2 separate regions of the Danio rerio genome follow, and region 2 is linked to region 1. The links are chromatin contacts, called in public HiChIP or PLAC-seq maps. All regions are on one chromosome and are shown on one strand. The core of a region is the stretch at or near the end of the contact, and the rest is flanking DNA. Distances in the headings are between cores, read along the strand shown.

Region 1 (4,152 bases), core at 931-3,430:
GAAATTGTCTTCCATGTAAAATGAAAGGGTAAGTAGCTCCATTACAGTAATGCTCTGAAAGAGACAACCAACAGAAGGAGCCTGCCAAACAAACCACAGGCAGGACAGCAATGGATTGGATTTAGTGCATGATTGTAGCTGATGTGCAACACAAGGCTATGGCTTTGTACAGTATTTGAATACTGAACTTGAGTTAGAGAGGATCGATTTTTCCTCTTCTCATAGAACCAGAATTATTAAATTCTTTGAATACTAAAATTTAAAAACGATCTTGGCAAAGCCAACAAATTCTCTTTCAAATATGAGCGTTATAAGAGTATGTCATTTGAGTATGTATGTAATTACTTAATTTTAAGGAATCTGAGTGCATAATCCAGATTCCATGTAATAAGTCAACATCTATAATTAAATTGTCCAATATATGAAACAACAATATAAAAATTCAAACAAAATAAACAATCCAAATTTACTCTCCCTCAAGCTTTTACAATCCCTTTTAAATCTAATGATTCTTGTGGATTTAAAGCCAGCGCTGTACATTTTAATGTGGGAAAAGCACCCGTTTTTGAGACCCAGCCACAACAACAACAACAATCAGTTAAAGTAAGTTTGGCCTTTGTCTTGTGTGCAGCCCTGTAAAACAGGAGGTCATGGTTGAAACTTTTTTGTTCCATGTGACCCAGATGTACTTTAAAAAAGCAAAATATAAATATTCTTAAAAAATACTATGTACATGTAAATTCATAAAGATGTGCCTAATTACCAGACAGGCTGGTCTGAGTATTTCAGAAATTGTTGATCTACTGAGATTCCCACACAACCATCTCTAGGTTTTACAGAGAAAATATCCAGTGAGCAGTAGTTCTGTGGGCGGAAATGCCTTGTTATTGCTAGTGCCAAAAAATTGCCAGACTGGTTCGAGCTGAAAGAAAGGCAACAGTAACTCAGATAACCACGCGTTACAACCGAGGTATGCAGAAGAGCATCTCTGAACACACTGCAAGTTGAATCTTGGGGTGAATGTGTTATAGCAGCAGAAGACCACACAATGTGCCACTACTGTCACCTAAGAACAGGAAACTGAGGCTACAATTCGCACAGGCTCACCAAAATTGGATAATAGAAGACGTCACCTGGTCTGATGAGTCTTGATTTCTGCTGCAACATTTGGATGGTAGGGTCAGAATTTTGACGTCAACAACATAAAAGCATGGACCTATCCTGCCTTGTATCAACGGTTCAGGCTGGTGGCGGTGGTGTAATGATATGGGGAATTTTTTCTTGGCACACTTTGATCCCATTAGTACCAATTGAACATTGTGTCAATGCCACAGCCTAACTAAGTATTGTTGCTGACGATGTCGATCCCTTAATTTACACAGTGTACTCATCTTCTGATGGCTACTTCCATCAAGATAACGTGTCATGTCATAAAGCACGAATGATCTCTTGACTGGTTTCTTGAACATGACAATGAGTTATGTACTGTACTGTACTTAAATGGCCCCCACAGTCACCAGACCTCATTCCAATAAAGCACCTTTGGAATGTAGTGGAACGGGAGCATCATAGATGTGCAGCCGACAAATCTGCAGCAACTGCGTGATGTTATCATGTCAATATGGAGCAAAATCTCTGAGGAATATTTGCAGTACCTTGTTGAATCTATACTATGAAGGATAAAGGCAGTTTTGAAGGCAAAAGGGGGTCCAACTGGTACTACTGAGGTGTACCTAATAAAGTGGCCGGTGAGTGTATAATACAATTTATTGTGACTTTAAAGAGCAGCACTCAAAATAAAGTGTTAACTTAAACCTAAAATTCTAATGAGGCTAAACAACTTTTCTTTTTTTCCCACCATTGTAATTTCAGATTGAAATAATTATGGAAAATATAAAAAACGAGGCCATTTTCAAGAATCAGGACACATACTGGAAACCTGATTGAGTTCAGTAGAGGTTAACTTTACCAGAACGTTATGTCATTTGTGCTTAAACCGAGCCTGCCGTCTCAAGGAAATATGACTGTCTAGACGTGAATCGGCCTCTTAGGATCTGTAGTGTCAGCAATGCCAATGTGAAACACAACGACCCCTTAAAAGGAAGGAAGCGGATGAGGATCCTTCTATGGTGTGTGTGGCATTTCTTTTAATTTATTTTTTTTTTTTTTGTTGAATTAGATTAATGGAAGCCTAGGGGAAATTCTGGAGCAGATTTTTACAGAACCATCGCTTAGATCATATACAAGAACTGGCAGCTAACCACTGATCTTCAAGCCATCTTCTGTTAATTATGTTTCAATACATGCTTTTCCTGTGACTATGACAAATCAGAAAGTTTGCCAACAAAACTGAATGCATATAGAAAGCATATTTAATGCCAGCAAAGTGTCTACGTTTATATATCAAACACTATAAATTGTGTAAATACTAAATGTCAAAATATGCTTAATAGCTTGATATGTATGAGTGTGCATTGATATGTAATCTATACATAATCATTCTATGTGACAAAAACCTTTTAGAAAAACAAAATCATAAAGTAATTCTGCCCAAAAATATATAAACATACAAAAAAAAAAACATTTTTCTTCTTGTTCAAACTTTGTATTTAAACTGACTTTAAACAACACAATTCTTAAGTTTTTTTTTGTGACAACTTAATTGTTTGATGTTCAATCAACATAAATGTTTAAAAAACAATTAAGTTAACTTAATCGATTTGTGTTGGAACAACATGAATGAATTGTTTTGAATCCTGCATTTTTACAGTGTATTTAAGGCAGAGTTACTTTATAATTTATTTTCTGAAATGTTTTTGTTATTAAAAAATCTAATATTGTATATTAAATAATTAAATTGTAAGATTATTTTATAGGTTTGCAGATGATGTAAAATTATAATATTGTGAAATGATTAAGTCTGGCTTTAGAACCAATAGCATGTTGAAATGAACCCATTGGCAAGAATCCCTCATGGAAAAGAGAAGTTGTATTTTCAGCATATGAGCCATCAACACATGAAATAGCGACTAGTGAGTGTTCCGCAGCAAAGAAAATGATTGTTTTTCTTTTTGTTATCACTTCAAATATATGTTTTGCAAGTAAGTGCCAATACTACTACTTTCAATAGCGTTATAATGTCCAGTATAGTATATTATGTTTTATACCTGTGCAGTTTTACTTGTCTTCTCATCTTTTGCTTACTTATTAGCACAGTTATATGCTATGCAAAACTCTAGCAAAACCTAACAGTGTTTATGCCTAAAGGCCAAACAACTTGCTGTGAATTTAAAATACTGAAATGTACCAAAACTTTTGGTATTTTACTTAAAACTAAATAACAATATTTTATATATATATATATATATATATATATATATATATATATATATATATATATATATATATATATATATATATATATATATATATATATATATATAATTAGTAACTGCAGTATGGTGCATATTGTGCTGTATGACACTAAAACCAAAAATGCTGTTTTAGTACATGTTATATATAGCCAATTGTCTAGATTAAGCCTTTTTTGAGGGAAAATCTATAACAATATATAGAATGCATGAAGAAATTAATAATTTGCTTGATTATGTATGCTAAAACTATAAAATATGAATTGTCCGTCTGTTTTTGTGCTATAGCCTGCAGCGAATCATCAAAGTTGGTGATTGGACTGGTTGGAGACACAGTTACTCTACCATGTAAATATGACATAAACACCAATGGCCCATTGGGCGTTTGTTGGGGCCGACACCAGTCATTGTTCAGCTGTGAAAACACTGTTATCTCCATTGATGGCTTACAACTGAACTACAGAGAGTCCCACAGATTCAGCTTGGACAGTGGACTCGACCGAGGAGATGTTTCACTCACCATAAGAGCTGTTCAGAAGAGTGATGCTGGGATGTACGTCTGCCGTATCGAGATCCCGGGTCTTTTCAATGACATCAGTTACAACGTTTATCTTTTTATCCGCAGTGGTGAGTAACAGCTCAATTTAGTCTCTTGGTCAGTGTTGTAGCGCTCAGATGTTGTGATGGACAGTTTTTCTGCTTATCCATAAAAGGACTGGATCCAAAGAGAGTTGTCTCCGAAACACAATTGGCCCCTACAACAGCAAAGCAGGAAAAACAA
Region 2 (4,152 bases), core at 1,129-3,628, 99 kb before region 1:
ATGAACATACCTATGAATGTAGGTTTTAAATTATATTTTCGACTTTATAATAATTTCATTATGAAAGTTCATGTGAAGTCTCTTCTCAGCTCACCAAGGCTGCATTTTTTTAACAGAAATATTGTAAAATATATATTTAAAATGCTATCACTGTATTGATGCATTTTAATTTCAGTAATGTTTGAAGAACGGTAAGTTAAACAGAATGTATTTCAAATAAAATATTGTCACATAGTTAATTTTTATGCAGTGAGTTTTGATAAATTTAATGTGTCCTTGATGAGTACTCAATTTTTTTACATTGCTAAAATAGTAATTTCACAGTTTTAACAACAACAACAATAATAATAAAATAAAACAAACAAACAAATAAATAAAGATAAATACAGCTTTTTATGAACAGCAAATAATCCTATTAAAATGATTTCTGAAGGATTATGACATTGGAGCAACAACTGATGAAAGTTCATCTTTAAATCACAAAACTTGCAAATATATTCACACTGAAATTATTTATATATATATATATATATATATATATATATATATATATATATATATATATATATATATATATATACATTAAAATGACTGTTTATTGTTTTTTGAACTAATAAATTAAGCTTCTGTGAACAAAAGTAACTTCTTAGTGTAGTGTAGAAACTGGTAAATGGGATGTTTTGGAGTAGACATTGCCTTTTTTTCAGTGTAGTTACTGTTTAAAATTTGACAGGTGGAAATTAACAAGTCTATCTAAGTTTATTTGCAGCATTTTAAGATTGCACTTCATAATTTTAACACTTTATGATCATTTTATGAATGATTTACATGGCCCACTGGATCTTGATCAAACTAAACCACATTAGACCTAGCAGTACTGCAAAACACTGTTAAAAGCTACTAACAACCTTCCAATAGGAACACAAGACATACTTTGCAATAAATAAATAAATAAATGAATAAATGAATAAATAAATAAATTTGGGAAAGTCGTAACACCAAAGAAAACTAAAAACGCAAAAGCTATGTTCTGTTTTACAAACGTTTATAAATTTGATAAAAATATGGTAAATGAAATTAAACAACTTTAAAGATTTGCTAAAATAAAGACACACTTGATGTTGTCAATGAAATGTAGGACAAGGGTGCCTAGAGTTGCAAGAACTCCTCAAAATGTTTGTATTAAGCGAGGTTTCAATGAGTAAAAAATATACTTACCTATGGGTAGCGCGAGGAAAAATGGTAACCAGCACAGGATGAACATGCCAACAACAACACCAAGCGTTTTAGCAGCTTTCTTTTCTCGGGAAAACTTAAGTAATTTGACTGTCAGCGAGCTCCTCAAGTGACCTTTGGTGCAGTCCTCCTGCGTCTGAGAGCCTTTATAATGAATCCGGAGCGTCAGCTCGTTGGAGTCCATGTGCTCCTTCATCACTCCGGCCTCCAGGTTTTTCGTGGTTCTTTTGGCAACTATGTAGACGCGGCAGTACATGGCCAGAATCACCGCTAACGGGATGTAGAAGGAGCCCAGAGAGGAGAAGAGCGCGTAAAACGGCTCCTCTGTTATGAGGCAAACTGTGTCATCCTCTGAAGGGGGTTCTTTCCACCCGAGCAGGGGTCCTATAGAGATGACGAAGGCGAGAACCCAAACACCCAGCATGGCCAAGAGTGCCCGCTTCTCGGTCACAATGCTCGGGTACTGCAGCGGGTAGCGCACCCCGATGTAGCGGTCGATGGAGATCACGCAAAGGCTCATGATGGACGCGGTGCAGCACAGCACGTCCACTGCAGCCCAGATGTCACAGAAGATCCTCCCGAACACCCAGTAGTTGAGGATTTCACGCGTGGCAGACACCGGCAGGACAGTTGTGCTCAGCAACAGGTCAGCCATCGCTAAATTAATGATGAAGTAGTTGGTCGGGATGCGCAGGTGCCTGTTGCACACTACAGACAGAATAACGAGGATGTTGCCCACGATAGCAAACACAATAAAAGCGCCCAGAACCATGCCCAGTGGAAGCGCGCGGCTAAGGCTGAACGAGCTCGGTGCGGTCCCATTTCCAGAGGAACTAGAATTGGAGACGTCGGACAGTTCGGAGGACGCATTGCTTAAGAAGTTCGCGGCATGATCTGTATCAGAACTCATCTTGCCTCTGCAGTGCCTCCATACCAAAGTAAGCGCAGGTTTCACCTTCAAATGCGTAAATTATGTTGTATACCAAACAGACAGTAAAGACCAAGGCTTCAAAGGATCCGTAAGTTCTGTTGCGCAACGAGCGCGAAATAGAAAAAGAGCATAATTGTAAACGTTGCATAAAGTCCAGTTGGAGATGCGCGTGTCCGGAACTTGGTGGTGTGAGTTCTCCGCAGTGTCTCTCCCGGTGTTCCCGGCTGATCCAGCGCACTGTCTCTGACCACTCCTGCATTCGCCAAACTCCCTCCCCTATGGAGACTACAGGCAATCAGACCAAGCAGACCGGTGCGCATTTACGGACTATTAACCTGTGCTTCTGTGGCAAGCCGTTGTAATGTTTATTTCTTAAAACTTGTCACTATCTGTATTGTTTCTTTATTGTAAATAACTACTAACTAACTTTTCAGTCTCACTACTAAATATTCATTATAAAATAGAAACTTGTATTTTGGAACAAATAGGTAAACTTAACATTTAGACATACTCTGGGATTTCATAAAATACATCAAGATCAGAAATGAACAAAACAACTTGTATGGCATAAAATAATTTACCAAGCATCCAAACCAATGCTATATGTTGGGCTGAATAACCTGTATGTTCATACATGTGGTGTCATGTTTATTAGTTGAGAACTCATAAAAAGCTTATAAACTGTGTAAATAAGACAGATTTCCTCCATCACACATCTGTACAAATAGAGATCTGCTGGAAGGAGGCATGTCATGTGTAATCTGTAATGGGCAACCAGGTTCCAAAAATGTTATTTCACAGGGATTAAAAAAAAAACATTGTTGGTTCCCTAAACCAAAAGAACCACATTTTCTTACTTTAAAGATTATTTCTTTAAAATTATATTAAGAACCTTTTGTGCAATCGAAAGTTTCTGCAGATGTTAGAGGCTCTTCATGGAACCATCAATGCTAATTAAGAACCTTTTACAGAACATGTCTCTGCCCCTTCAAGATGCTTCTCATCTGCTTTTTATTTGATGTGCTTGAGCTTAACCACTCTCACTGACAGAGCGCTGATGAAACCAAACGCTATTGGCTATTTTTTATAAAGGGGAGGAGCTTCTACAGTATATGTTATTCCCTGTCTTCATGTTTCAGTTGAGATTATGTCAAACTGAATAAAAAATGCACATTTCAAAGCACTCCATGGGACCTTTAAAAGGTAAGCTTGAGCATTCCTTTTTTTAAATAATTAAAAAAAAATATTTTCCTGTTTTTAAATAATTTAGATGTCTTTGGTTCGTGTAGTGTTCATATTTCAGTCAAAACTGGAAGTGGTCAGAGATTCAAAGATCTCTTGGTCATTTTGTGTGTTACTTGGCAGGTTTGGTTCTGTCTCTGGTGTGAATTTACTGCTAGTCTGGTCCATTTTAATAAGTCTAGACATTGCCAATACTGAACTCTGGTGCACACCAAACAAGTGGACAAAGCTGAAAAGACGAGACTTTAACTTCCAAACACACTCTGCTGTAATTTGTCTGAAATCTGAATGCAATGTGGATCAAGGACATCTATATAAACCGAAAATAGGATGTGATGTTGGAAGATGTGTGTAGCTATAAATCCCATGTGGTGTCTCCAAACCTGAAAAGCTGATAAATTAGGGTGTGACTAACCAGGTTTCCATCCTAACATAAAATAATTATTTTCAAAGCATTTAACTATAGTATTGGTAATTAGTAACCAACAGAAAACAAGGCATGCATCAGGAAACAACTAATGAACCCATTTCACATTTCCGGTATTTTCAGTAGCGGAAGTCGTCATAGTTGGGTAAACTTAGCGAAGTGAATAGGAGAGTACAACAAATAATTATTTTTACAATCTAATTTGCTGAAATAATGAAAGAAAGACTCAACAATGGTGTTACCAATGGTGTTACCAAGAATTACAGAAAAGAAAAAAAACTGTGAAGCTCATAACGGCGGCCAAAAGACAGAAGCC

What was found. HiChIP or PLAC-seq counts read pairs in DNA pulled down with a chosen protein or histone mark.
Region 2: an H3K4me3 HiChIP or PLAC-seq map of embryo shows a contact between it and region 1, with 2.6 times the contacts expected there. The contact joins the promoter of adra1ba here to the promoter of havcr2 in region 1. A contact is called at or near these places in 2 of 4 datasets of contacts at active chromatin or transcription factors (caudal fin and embryo).

Annotation. Positions count from the first base shown.
Region 1 is chr21:32,225,700-32,229,851 of GRCz12tu, reverse strand. It overlaps havcr2 (hepatitis A virus cellular receptor 2), which reads left to right and starts at 2,180. Exons shown (of 6, transcript XM_009295516.5): 1 at 2,180-3,101; 2 at 3,660-3,998; 3 at 4,085-4,152. The coding sequence starts at 3,056. It also overlaps a transcript of ppp3ca not described here.
Region 2 is chr21:32,324,542-32,328,693 of GRCz12tu, reverse strand. adra1ba (adrenoceptor alpha 1Ba) reads right to left here and starts at 2,378. Exons shown (of 3, transcript XR_012397227.1): 1 at 1,219-2,378.